Regions from separate parts of the Siniperca chuatsi genome. Here region 1 is linked to region 2. Evidence: chromatin contacts called from public Hi-C data. All regions are on one chromosome and are shown on one strand. Each heading gives the region's core, a stretch centred on a gene start, on an enhancer-like site or on the middle of the called end of the contact. The rest is flanking DNA. Distances are from core to core; before and after follow the strand shown. Region 1 overlaps LOC122888750 (glucocorticoid receptor). Region 2 holds the start of LOC122888750 (glucocorticoid receptor).

What was found. Hi-C and Micro-C count contacts between places; a contact is called where the count stands out from the background.
Region 1: a contact with region 2 is called in a Hi-C map of liver, with 1.6 times the contacts expected there. The contact joins the enhancer-like site here to the promoter of LOC122888750 in region 2. A contact is called at or near these places in 3 of 3 Hi-C or Micro-C datasets (liver, skeletal muscle and an unstated tissue).

What each region holds. Positions count from the first base shown.
Region 1 is chrLG14:18,171,866-18,178,278 of ASM2008510v1, forward strand. The region is part of intron 2 of LOC122888750 (glucocorticoid receptor); the gene reads left to right. Among protein-coding and RNA genes, the nearest start is that of LOC122888750, 37 kb to the left of the region's middle. Within about 2 kb of position 4,791, the one cell type or tissue checked has an H3K27ac peak away from gene starts, as active enhancers do. A contact at or near this core is called in liver, where this site is marked.
Region 2 is chrLG14:18,134,346-18,141,014 of ASM2008510v1, forward strand. It overlaps LOC122888750 (glucocorticoid receptor), which reads left to right and starts at 3,902. Exons shown (of 9, transcript XM_044223559.1): 1 at 3,902-4,108; 2 at 5,111-6,381. The coding sequence starts at 4,094.

The DNA of each region.
Region 1 (6,413 bases), core at 3,541-6,040, 38 kb after region 2:
TCACAGGTTTGAAGCTTCATTTTCTCTCATTCTTGTCTGCTTCCAAAAAAGTGCACAGATTAGATCCCTGGAGCAGTTCGTATATCTCTGTTGTTTCTTTATATGTTGAGTCGCCCTTCTACTCAGCATAATAGCAAATATAGATGCAAATTTAGCAGGCGATCGCTGAAAAGCGTCACTACTCAGCTGCACATTTTCAACTTGATTTGTCATGTTTTTCACTGTATTAGTCATTAGTATGTTATAGTTTTAGTAAGCTTTGTGATCACTCCACTGTAACACACAATGAATCTACACATTATTCAAAAGAAAATTGTGTTCAGGGCCGATGAAAAGAAGGCAGCAGAGCAGATGGCGGTAACTGATTTATTTCAGAATCTGAATCAAAAGTTCCCTAGTTCACTGCCAGTCACAGTGGAAATTACTGTTAATGAGATGTCACCGTGGCTGCTTTGCTAATGATTCGTTATGAGCCTCTCCGGTGTATTTTAGAACACAAATAAGACAGAGAGAGAGAGAGAGAGAGAGAGATGCAGTAGTAAATGTGAAAAACACAACAAGAGGAAGTCAGAGTGCTTGGCTGAGTTATGAATTTGTTTTTCCCTATTTGAGCTTTCACTTCTCCTGCTCTCTGACTCACCTCACTCACTCCGGCCTTCGCTTATCACACAGTGGCCTGAACAAGACCTGGCAGACAATTCGCTGCTCAGGATGAAAAGGTTGTTTTTCATGTCTTTTCATTCCAATAGTTTGGATTAGAACACTCAATTTACATCTGATTTTAAAACTAAATGACAAAATATTGTAGGTAGTTTGTCATTGCCTTTCAAATATAAATAAATACCCATATGAGTGTATTCTGATCTTTTGCCCCTATCGGCATGACAACATTGTTTGTCAGCTGTTTTCTGACCTGCTATGGTTCATGTATTTAGGCACAAAACTACTTGGTTAAGGTTAAAAAGAGATCTAGGTCATGGTTAAAAGAAACCAAAGTTGAGTCTTGGTAGAAGATGGATGTGATCAGTGGTCTCCGCTGACCAGATCACACAATTTGTTGACTCATCCATCCACCCCAACCTTCTCACTAACAGGTTTTGCAGCTCTATAACATAACACCACCCACCACCTTTGCTTCCGACAAGCAACAATCATAAGTTGCATAGCCATAAGGCCCTAGATGTAAATGTATAATTTAGACAAATTGCAAATGCTGTAAATTTTCTAGTGAGTCTCGCCTCAACGTCTACTTCACAGGAGCACATACAATGTGTGTATAATTGCAAACAATTGAAAGTGCTCAATCTAGGGGGGGCTGATGCTATGAAATGATGATTGAAGTGACAGCACTGTGTAGGAGATGTAGACACTCAGATGTGAGAAGGGGTGGGCGGGTGAATGGAGTTTAGTGGGAGAAAAAGAGAGAAGAAAAAAGGGAGGCATCACACAATCACATGATGATTTCTGAAACAAGGGTAGCTTTATAACTGTCCTCCACTCAGTATTTCAAAGACCAGATCAGCACACACACACACACACACACACACACACACACACACACACACACACAAGCTTCCTAGTGATACACACAGAAAACACACACATATGCTGTGTACGCTTGTCTCCGGGTAAGTGAGTTGGATAATCCCATGACTCGCCTGACCTCCTCCATACTTGGGGGCGGGGTGTTGGTGGGGGAGGTGGAGGCGTCTGCCCCAGCAGCAGTAATACGAATATTATATAACCTTGGCAGATGAGGCGGTGTGAGGGGCAGAGGAAGGAGGAAGAGGGGGAATGCGATGAGAGATGACGAGAGAGACGGATGTGATGGAGAGAGAGGAAGTGAGTAGGGAAAGGCAGGAAGGGAAAAGTACAGTAAAACAGTGAAATTACACAATAGAGATTATAAAGTCAGAGAACAGAATGTTTTTTTTTTAGTTTTTACATAATGGGTTGATGATGCATGCAATAGGACTGCACAGTATTACCAAATAATTACATTGCATTTATTTTGTCACATTTTTATTATAAAGAAATAAAATTTTTGTATTGCAATTTGAATACAGACCTACATCACACCTACATTGTTTATACAGTGTTTAATGATATCAGTAACATCACAGCATATAAACTGAATGTGTTTTTTTATAATCTACATGTCCATTGTGTTACATTTGTAACAGGAACCTGTTGGATTTTTGAATTCAAGTTGCACATGCCAGTTAGCACAGAATATAAGGATTAATAACAATAATAATAATAATAATAATAAGAGGATTCTGTGCTTTACCACAGTGGCTAATGTCTGCTTATTGTCCTGGGACCACACAAGTTCATTTGTATAGATAAAGATACACCTGAACCTATATCATAACTGCCACAATATTTAGTCAATTAATCGATTAGTTGATCGCCCAAAAATTAATCAACAACTATTTTGATAATTGATTAATCGTTTGAGTCGTTTTCAAGCTAAAATACCAAATATTTAGCTCGTTCCAGCTCCTCCAGTCAGGATTCGCTGGGGGGGTTTTCTGTTTTATATCATTGTAAACTGAATATTTCTGGGTCTTTGACTGTTGGTCAGACAAAACAAGATATTTGAAGACATCGCCCTGGACTCTGGGACCCGTGATAGGTATTCTGACATTTTATAGATAAGTCAACTAATCAATTAATTGAGAAAGTAATCTATGCGGCTCAAAATGATAACGTGTCACAATACCAGCAATTCTGCAATACATAATGTGTACATAACATATTGCAAAACATTCAATGATGATACAGTATGGTGTCTGTAAGCAAAAACCGAATATTACCACTGAAATGAACAGTGGTATCTTGTAACTTGTTGCCATTTTGTATCCTGACTGAATCAAATAAGCACACAGTCCAATAAATATCATCCCAGTCTACAAATTGAGTGTGTGTACCGCTAACATGGGCTGGCATACCAGGTGAACACAAGTAACATCATGTTTTGCCTTTTGAATGTAGATTTCACCCTCTTCTCTACAGGTCCCCAATAATGGTTGGCCTTTCAAAGAACCCATTCACTATCAGAGAGTAGGCAGAGCATGGTAGATGTTCATTGTGTGCCAAGGTCGCCGTAAAAAGATGGAAATAAATATTTTGCAGAAACTAATATGAATGCTATAACTACAACTATTCAGCTGATATGAATGTGCTTGGGATATACAATAAAAATCTAGTTTGTCATTTCTACCCACTCAGGCTTTCTCAGTGTTTTCTGGAATTTAAAAGGACTGCAAATTATACCAGAAACAATAGATTGCCACCCAAAAAACAGCTGTGTTTGCCATCAAAAGTGTTGCAAAACTAAATTAAGAAAGGCACTGTATATGAACATCATCCAATGGTTTTAGACATAGCCTAGTTCCCAAAGAAATTTAGAAGTTTATTGTATCAAAGTGAACCACTACAAGACTTTTTACTCAACAGTGAGATGTAATAAATGAATAAAAGCAAGTTAGAAACCACACTAATGCATACATTAGTTTTCCCAAATGTCTCCCATAATGTGTTTGGCCAAGTCTACCAGTTTCCATGTTTGTGTCAAGCCTCTGTGAGCACTGTGAATGTTCTCATATTCTACATTTCTCTGCTGACAGAAACCACTTCACTCTCCCACTGCCCATCTCATACTTTCTGCTCCCACACATTAGCCTAAAAAAGCTTTGATCTTAATGGAAAAAACTACCCTCTCATCGGTTCCCACTGTAGTCACTGGTATACGATTCCCCAGTGACACCGCAGGTCAGCCCAGTTCAGTTCTCCCTCCATAGTTGCTACAGGCACTTTGTTTGTTGTGGACTGTCATTAGTGCTGATCTGTCTTTTCCACCGCCTCATCATGTAATGTTATGTCATTAAGAAAATGTATAACACATTTATGCTCTAGTTTGATTGTATTCTGATGTAAATTAAATTAACAGTTGGCATGTTTATGTGATTAATTAAAAATCAACATCTGGTTATTAGATTATTCTTACCAACAATGGAATAAAATGTACAATGGAGGCACTGCTTTATTCCAAACTAAGTAACTGGGGAGATAAGTCAAAATTGATTTCCAGTTGTTCATTGTCACTCTTTATAAATGTACTATTTGTGTAGAAATAGAGAGGATTGTGCATTCCTAACAAAACCCTGCAGACACATACTGTCAGTTGCAGCAGGAATTCATTTATTTTTATTGTTTTTGCACTTGAGTCTTGTTGCCAAGGACCTCCAACATTTCTGCACAGCCTCTCAGTATTGACACATATTGTTAGCATGTGTTCACACAGAAAGAAATGTTTGTAGGTAGAAGTAAAATAGTGAGGGAAGTGATTGGCAGCATGCCTCAGAGCGTAAACACTCTCTGACCTGCTCAGATTTTTCTTACATTTGCCTTTTTAAGACGCGGTGCGTGACTGGTACAACCAATTCTGTGCAAAACACACACACATAAATGTGTGCACAGGCGCTAAGAGCAGTGGGGGCGGAGAAAGAGCAGCAAAAGACAGTGAACTGCAACCTGCTTTTATGTGTTTATTCATATCTTCTGCTCAAGTCCCTTCTGAAAGTATTGGTGATTGTGTGTGCAGGTGTGTTGGATTATTACACTTCTGAAGTTTTCTGCATATGTGCACCGGACTGTCTTTATTTGTGTGTTAATCACTGTGTGCAGTGTGCATCTGCTTGTGACGTGCTCTTGTTTATCAGCACACACAAGTCATTTTTGCTGTGTGTGTGAGTGAGGGACTGAGTAAGTGCACATGTTTATTGTGCTCTGGTCCTGTATGGAGGCGTTCCTAATGAGGCTTGAATCTGCGCTGCTTGGCTCAGAGCCACACTTGCTGGCTCAGCGATGGGAGGAGCATGTGAGTTGTAGGAGTAGGGGGGTTATAAATGTTTAATTCATACACCACCCTGTGGTCATTTTAATTATATTACCAGCATTTTAAGTCATGTTACAATAGAATAGAATAGAATTGTGTAACATGTAATATTTCTTTAGCTGTCTAATGCATAAAATAATAAAAATGGCAATCAATTATCTTTTCTTCTTCTTTAAGATAAAACATTTAACATAAAATACTGATAGAGCCAGAAAGATGAGCACATAGCAGGACACCATACTCCTCATAATGGAGGTTCAAAGAGGACCGTTTCTATAAATACCCTACTACTGCTGGACTGATGATCCAAAGTTAAGACCGTTACATATTAGAAAGCATCTGCCAAAATTGTCAGAGTGCCAGTGTTGCAGATAAAGTCTAATCATAGTGTGTACAGGTCAAGATATTGAGTTCATTTCAGTGTCTTACAATGTATTTACCATGGAAAATCCTGTAAATATTATGGAAAACCTTATCAATAACACAATCTGTCTTGCATTACATTACTGATGTATCATACAGTTTACAGTATGTACAGGATCAATTGCACAACACGGTGGAAATGACTGTTGGGTACATAGAGTATTTTGGTTTGTTTATAGGATTTTGGTGTCAAATGTGGGTCAGAGTGTTGTTTAGGTTGATGACTATCTGTATCAGAAAGTAAAAAACTGTTGCAAGTTGTGGGTTTGGTAAGTTTCAGAATGAGCCATACATAGTCATTTAGGTGTTAGTCATGCAGCCTTCTAGGTCTGTGGTTGAGTTATGTATTTTGAATAAACCTTTTTGTCTTGGTGTATTTTCCACCACATTTTTATTTGCGTTCACAAAGCTAAACCTCCTTTTAATTGTCATTACAGCATGCTGTGCATTTTGTTTTCTAAAAATTGCTAAACAATAAATCATAAAACATATGATTTTATTTTTGACTGCAAAATGGAAGCTATTTCTAGTTTCATTTGGACTTTATGTGTTTTAGCATCTCCAAAAAAATGTATTTTGTATAGATAGTGTCATCACTGTGAGGGTCACGCCCCCTCTTCCAGACTCTGGGAACAAGCTCCCCGCTCTCCCATCCCCCTCTGTTTATGCCATCTGCAAAACAGTGTGATTGTATACTTTTCTGCCAAAAGTTCAGCTGGCATCACTTTCTGAATCCTGCTACTATTTGAAAATGTCTGCATGTGTTGGGAATGATCTTGTCTAGTGCAGTGTTAAGCTATGGATAAACTTCTTAACTGGACGTCTACCAAGATCCACCACCTCCACTCCCACTTGGTCACAGTCCAATTTGCATAAGCAAGTGTCGTCTTTCCAATGACCATGAGGCCCTGGCTGCTTTGAATTTAGGTCGTGCTTGTTTGGGGAGACAGGTGGGGGCGGCTCCAGGTCTGTGAGACAGACACTAACAAATTTAATTTATATACTCTCTCCACTCAGCCGCTCCTGTCTTGCAAACATGGCTCTGTAGCTTGAAAGCCATGGAGAGAAAATGGGTAGAAACAAGACT
Region 2 (6,669 bases), core at 2,652-5,151:
AAAATTCCTTTCACCTCCATTGTGTTTGGGTGGTGGCAGAAATCGCAGATATCTCAAAATCTCAGCAGATAAAACCAAAGGGTTGCAGCATCCACATGACTAGATAACACTGGGTTAAATGAGAAACTCTGCTTGTGATTTGAATGAACTGACCTTTTAACCATGCCTTTTACCTGTAATTTAGTCAGATATTTATAAAGGCAAATGGGCAGCCAACAGTGTGTGTGTGTGTGTGTGTGTGTGTGTGTGTGTGTGTGTGTGTTTGTGTGCGCACACAACATGAACCTCTGCTTGGGTCCATTGACTCCTGAGGCAAAAGTTGAATACAGGTTTGTGGGTTATATTTCAAAGGTCAAGAACATTTGAAACCCAAACTGCCTCTATTAGTTACCCGCACATGTTAGTGTACATTAATCAATGAATATTCACATGGAGTTGTCTCGAGAGCAGCGCATTCATTGAGACTAGTGTAACCTACTATACACACAGAGCAAGGCGTATTACACAACCGCAGTAACATACTTCTCCGTGAATTCCCAGTTGCACATACATGCACATGGAGCGCCACATATCCAGTGTTTTTATTATTTGTTGGTAAATAGGATCACCCATTGTTACATAGCATTAAAAACTCACAGTGTTCCCTGTGATGTTTTGAGAACAGTGTGGTTTTCTCAGGCCCTGGGGAGCTCCTGCCTCTCTCTAGCCACGCTAGCCTTAATGAGACATCCGCATGCACAGGACACACTCTGCTCCTTCTAATCGAATGACTTGCATGGAGGGCCCCACCTGACCCACCCCCTTCCTTTTCCGTCTTTCTTCTTCTGGCTGTTGGTTTGCGTCTGCTCATTCTCGTTTCTTTTCTAGCAGATGGAACAGCATGGGCGTCTGAGCCTGTTTGCACAACCTGGACTGTACACTTCCTCTCCTCTCTTCTTCTTTACCCTAAGCTGACTCTGCTGAGCACATAACTCATAGTAGTCCTTGTTCTGGTCCACTGAAGTGACATGACGAAAATTAATTTCTAACTAAAGACCTTGTCTGGTGAAGATGACCAACAGTATTGTATAATAGTGTTATAGTCATTGAAAGGTCACTCGTCAGCTCGTGTAGTACTCAAGTAGGCCCTTTAAATGCATTGAAAAGATTGGGACTTTTTGAACTATCATAAAAGATCATAACTGAACTACAACAATCTATTTATAAATAAAATCTTATATTTCAAGTACTGTGATTTGTCTTCATACTTTATAGTCCTGAAACAATTGATGATTAAAGTTAGTTGATCAACAGAAAATTAATTCACAACAATTTTGATAATTTTGAAAAATGCAAAACATTTGAAGGTGCCATTTTTCTATATTAGGATGTGCTGCTTTTCTGTGTTTTATGTCATTGTAAATTTATTATCTTTGGCTTTCAGATTGACAGACTGGCAGAAATCATATCTATCTATAGCTTCTCTATGTAGGGGGCTTACTATGTAAAACTGGAAATCAGGTTTAGTCGTCAAGTTTTCAGAGTGCTACTGGCTGTCAACCTGCCCTTTGACCCCTCACTCTCTGCTCTAGTGAAAAGCGCCCTGATAGAGCTCACCAATTACAACTCTGCTTTGTTGAGAGTAGACAAAGAGCTGGCCTGAGGCATGGTTAATGTCCTTGATCTGAAAGTGCTGAAGGCAGTTTTGTGTGGAGGTTGTTCATGACTCTAAAGTTTGCATAAAGGGACGTAGTTTAACTCTGTGCTGGCTGTGTTTTGCGCCTGGCTTCCTCTTTTCTACAACAGCTCCCTTTACGCTTCTTGTCTCTCAATCTCGGTGTGATTCTCAGATGCTGGAGGTGAATCGACTGTTGTCTTTTGGCCTAGCGAGAACTCTGGATGAATGAGACTGAAATCACAACACAAGGTGTCGAAACAGACCAGTTTCATATTTCTCGCTTACAAGAAATACTGTACCTTGTGTGTTTACGCATTGTCAGCAGTCTGCTTTGGTTTGGATTGGGTAGATCAAGACCTCTGATGAATTGTGATCAATTGTAGGACTCCATCTCTGAGGAGGAGATTTTTATTTTTAAGAGATGTCATAGTTAAGGAGACCACAATGGCGTATGAAACCTGGGATTCTAATAGCCTACCCATGATTACACGCTCCTCCTCTTTGCCCAGAACCTTATTTGACCCTTAAAAGGACCCCCAAATGGGACTTGAACTTAGGGAAGTCAAAGCTATAAAGGGATTTGTAGCCTACTAACCATCCATGGTTTGGTAGTTGAAGAGGTTGTAGCAGAACAGAAGTTACTACCTATAACTGGCTCGTCAACCCCACCATGCCTGGAGGTAAGCGGTGGCCGACGAAGACACGTTTTGACAGATTCCCCAGCAGAGTTTTCAGTGGGAAAAGGGGCGTTCACCGGCAAGTGTCAAACTAACGGCTGCATCAAGCTTCCACAGATATGCAGAAAGTGACAGGAAGCTGAGCTATTCTGACTTAAAATAAAAGCAAAAAAAGCTCGCTGTGATAAACAGAACTAAATAAATAAGTTAAACTATACCGTTTGTTTGGGCAAAACCGGCCATTACTGTACATTGATCTACTTTAAAAGAGCTCCGAAAGTTTATTTTTCCATATGTAGGCTAATCATGTAAAAATCAGTATGACAGTGGCAACGACAAAGCTTTTATTTTGACAGGTCAAGGCGGAAGCGCTCTTCTTGTCCCGTTTACCTTGACACGGTTTCACTAACTGTCCGCCATGCCCTGCCTGAGTTTGCATTAGAGTGCGCCAGGGTAACGCGGCTGTATTATATAACTTTAACGTACCCACTGGTGTAATGGCGCAAGACCGAATATTGCCCCGCAGATCTGTCGATTCATTTGGGATTTATGCTGAAATCGCGAGCAAATGACCGATCGATCACTTTTTCCTCCTGCCGGCGACGTGCGTTAAAAGTTATCGACAGATCGACGAAAAGGGGCACACGGTGGGTCTCAGCCGCTCCAGTTAGGTCAGAGACGTTGTTGTATGTAGTTAGAAAATAGTTGATATTTCGGACGATGTTTTCCTGCCATACGGGGAGAGAGGCGGCAACAAATCCAGCTGACATTTCACCACGCAACATTGCTGCAAGGAAGGGGTTTTATTTGAGGGCTTGACTGTGTGGACATTGCGTTATTTCTCACATCCCCCCCCCCCCCAACTTGGACTGACGGGAGATGCCCTAACCGCCGCAGCGCATCCTTCTTTCACTGCAGGTACGGTCTACTTTTAGATGCAGACCACTTGTCTTCTCATTATGTATCGGGAGAAATATCGAGAGGTGAAAACTGGCTGTTCCCCCCCTCGAGGTAGGCCCACGATGAGCGTCCGCGGTGCTGCGTTGAAGGCGCACTGACAGCCCTGCACCGTGTGACACACTGAAAATATCGCCACCAGCGCCGGGAGATACCGTCATATTTTGTGTAACAAAAGAGAGAATGTTGCAAAAACCTACAAGGAACGGCTGCTTATCTGCGTGTTCCGGCTACAGGCGTGTGATCAGTGCAGTTTCCCATCGCAGCCAACAGGTTGCACTAATGCTGTAATGATGTGTTGCGCTGTTCGGTAGGAAAAGTACAGCAAGTCAGGAAACCCCAAACTTTTTCAACTTTAACATACCAAGGAGCGTCATTACCTTCTCTAAAAGGCATTAATTCAACAACCTCAGTTAGAGCAGATTGTGTCCCCATGTAGTCACATTGCAATATTGATTACACTATCCATAGAGCCGTCTATTCTGTAGCTTTCTGTGGGCGGGGAAAAGTGGTGAAACCCATGACCAAAACAAAAATCTTTCTAATTCTCAAAAATAAAAATCCTCTTTATTTTGTAATTTTTTTTTGAGAAACGCTTTAGTGCAGCAGTAGATGTGCAAAGGAAGTGCTGTAAACCGCTGCCCATAACGCACCATATAGGCCTATAGGCTGTCTTATATATGTACTATGGAGTAATGTCTTCTCAAGGTGTGACCGCCGGGAAGAAAACACCCGGTCGGCGACTTGCTTTGATCAGAAAATCACAAGAAATTATCCAGTCGTCATTAACTGCGGGCATTCAATGCGTTATTTCAAGGTAACCGGGTTTTTTTTATGTGACGTTTACTACATATAAATAGCAGACGGAGTTCAGAATGCGCTCAGCGACGCAGGCCTATGCGTGCGCGTGTGTTTGTAACAGCTTGCTTGGTTACAGTAACTTAGTTTATTTCTGCCCCTCCAGATATGGCAGCTATCATTGTTAATGATCGACAGATAAATTAGTGAGCTGCACAACCCTTACATACATAAAGCTCTTCTGTGCTGCCACATGATTTCGAGTTATTTTACTTACATTCATTTGATTTCATTATATTTTATTACATTTTTTGTAATGGAGTTTTGACTGATTTGTTCGTTTGCTCTCTCTACTCTCTTGCAAATGGAGATAGACAGTTATTGGTGACTGTTGCAAACGCCCAGAGGCCCATCATGAGTTAATCTCTTTGACTGATGGATGTTGTTTGCACACATGCATGGCTGTGACGGTCAGTGGCGCTGCCTGTAACACAAGTTATGCCTGGGCATGTCTTGCACTTCTTCACTCTAGAGTTGAGAGGAGGGCACAGAAATAACATGAACTTTATAGTCATTTATGTTATGTAATTCTTGTGGTCTCCTTCCCCCCTACTGATTGTGCTCAGCCTGGTTTGTGCCATTTGGGCCTCTGCCATATTGTTCCAGTGTGGGTGTAAGTGGAGATGATGACCTGTTTGATAGGGCTGCTGTCATTTCTTGAAAAATGAAAAAAATAATATCAAATAAGAGAATAGAGTAGGCAGAGGCGTAGTAGTAGACGTGAGCCTTGCACCGACAGTGTGTTTTAAACTGCGCCAAAACACATTTTTAATGCAGATGTTTCAAGACACTTATTACTGTAAAAGATCAATTTTTCAATAAGCTTTCTAATTTTTTCTTCTGGACTAGCTACTGCGTATGTATCATCTTATCCAGCATCAGCTCTGTTTTTATAGCCTAACCTTGTCTCTTCTCTCTCTCTCACTCTTTGTGTGTTGACTCCCCCTCACTGTCCTGTCAGGATAAAGAAATGGATCAGGGTGGACTGAAGCGCAATGGTAATCGCGACGACAGCCTGACATTTGGGGAGACAGGAGCCGGAGCAGGCAGAGATACAGGTGACACAGCTGGTTCGCTGTTCCAGTCTGCAACGCAGCTGTCTGGCCCCAGGTCTCTGCCCCAGCCCACAGTGGCTCCAAATGGAAGGGGTAGAACCAAAGACCAGGGGGAGCTTGGAGGCCTCTTTGAGTCCCCTCAGCATCCTGTCCTGTGTGAGGGGTCAGACTCGGAGGAGGGTAAAATCATCAGAATGCAGAAACAACGAAAACAACACCACCAGGATATTGGCGTATTCAACATGGAGGACAACTTGTTGAAACAGAGTTTTTCTGGTCTCGCCCGGACGCCCACCTCTGTCATCAGCACCTCTGTCTCCTCCGTCCTGGGCAACCTCCCTCTGCCCGATCTTTTTGCCCAGCAAATCAAGCAGGAGGGGACTTTTTCTCTGGATAAAGACTTGGGAACTGACAGCGAACACACAGGCGTTGGTCCGTGTGATTTGGATGGCAACAGCGGTCGCCTAATCGAGGATACCGAGATTTGGCAAGACCTGGACCTTCCTAGCTCGTTGCCAGATATCAGCGATTTTGAGTTGGATTCAGAAGTGGCACACTTGGATAACATTTTGCATGACAGCAGGGGTGGTGGTGGTGGTCCTGTCAGTGGCTTGCTAAAGGAAACAAAGTCTCTCATGGGTAACGGAGTAAGCTGTACCAATATGAAGGGCACAGACCAGCAGCAGCACCCCATACACCATCAGCATCACCAGCAGCAGCAGCCCCACCACCTTCTACAGCACCAGCAACATCAGCTTCACCGTCAACAGGAGCCTGCATCACTTCTCTCCAGCGTTATGATCAAGGAAGAAAAGGATCCCGACAACTCTTTCATCCACATCCGTACTCCTGGTGTGGTCAAACAGGAGAAGCAGGACAGCCTTGATTTCTGCCAGTCGCAGTGTCTCCAGAGCAGCATGGGCACACTCCATGGAGGAGGTCCCATGTCCTCGCCTATGGCCGTTGGTGCAGGACCTGGCTACCACTACACAGCCGACCCGTCCTCCATAGTGGGCCTACAAGACCAGAAGCCTTTTGGCATGTACTCAAACCTGCCTTTGGTGGGGGAGAGCTGGGCCGGGGGGAACAGGTATGGAGAGTCGCCTGGGATACAGAGGGGTGACGATGGGCTCCCCTCCGCCGCAGCCTTGGCAACTTTTTCTGTCAACTTTTCCAGGTAGGACTTGTTAAATTACTTCATCCCCTGTGACTTGGTGTTTGTGTGCTTAGAGAGTATTTGCTGTGCTTTTAAAATGTTAGAATAAGTAAAAATATCAGTGCAAGCAAAAGAAGAGTTGGCTTGATGATTCAAACTGTACTGCAGTCATGGCTGTGATATGTTTCTCAGAGTACAATTTGTGTGTGTGTTTTGGTCTTTGCTGCCTTTTCTAAACATCTAAAAAATCTGTCAGAAGCTATTAGCAGTATGACCCTAAAGGCAGAACATGCAGGATGTGACTTTTAA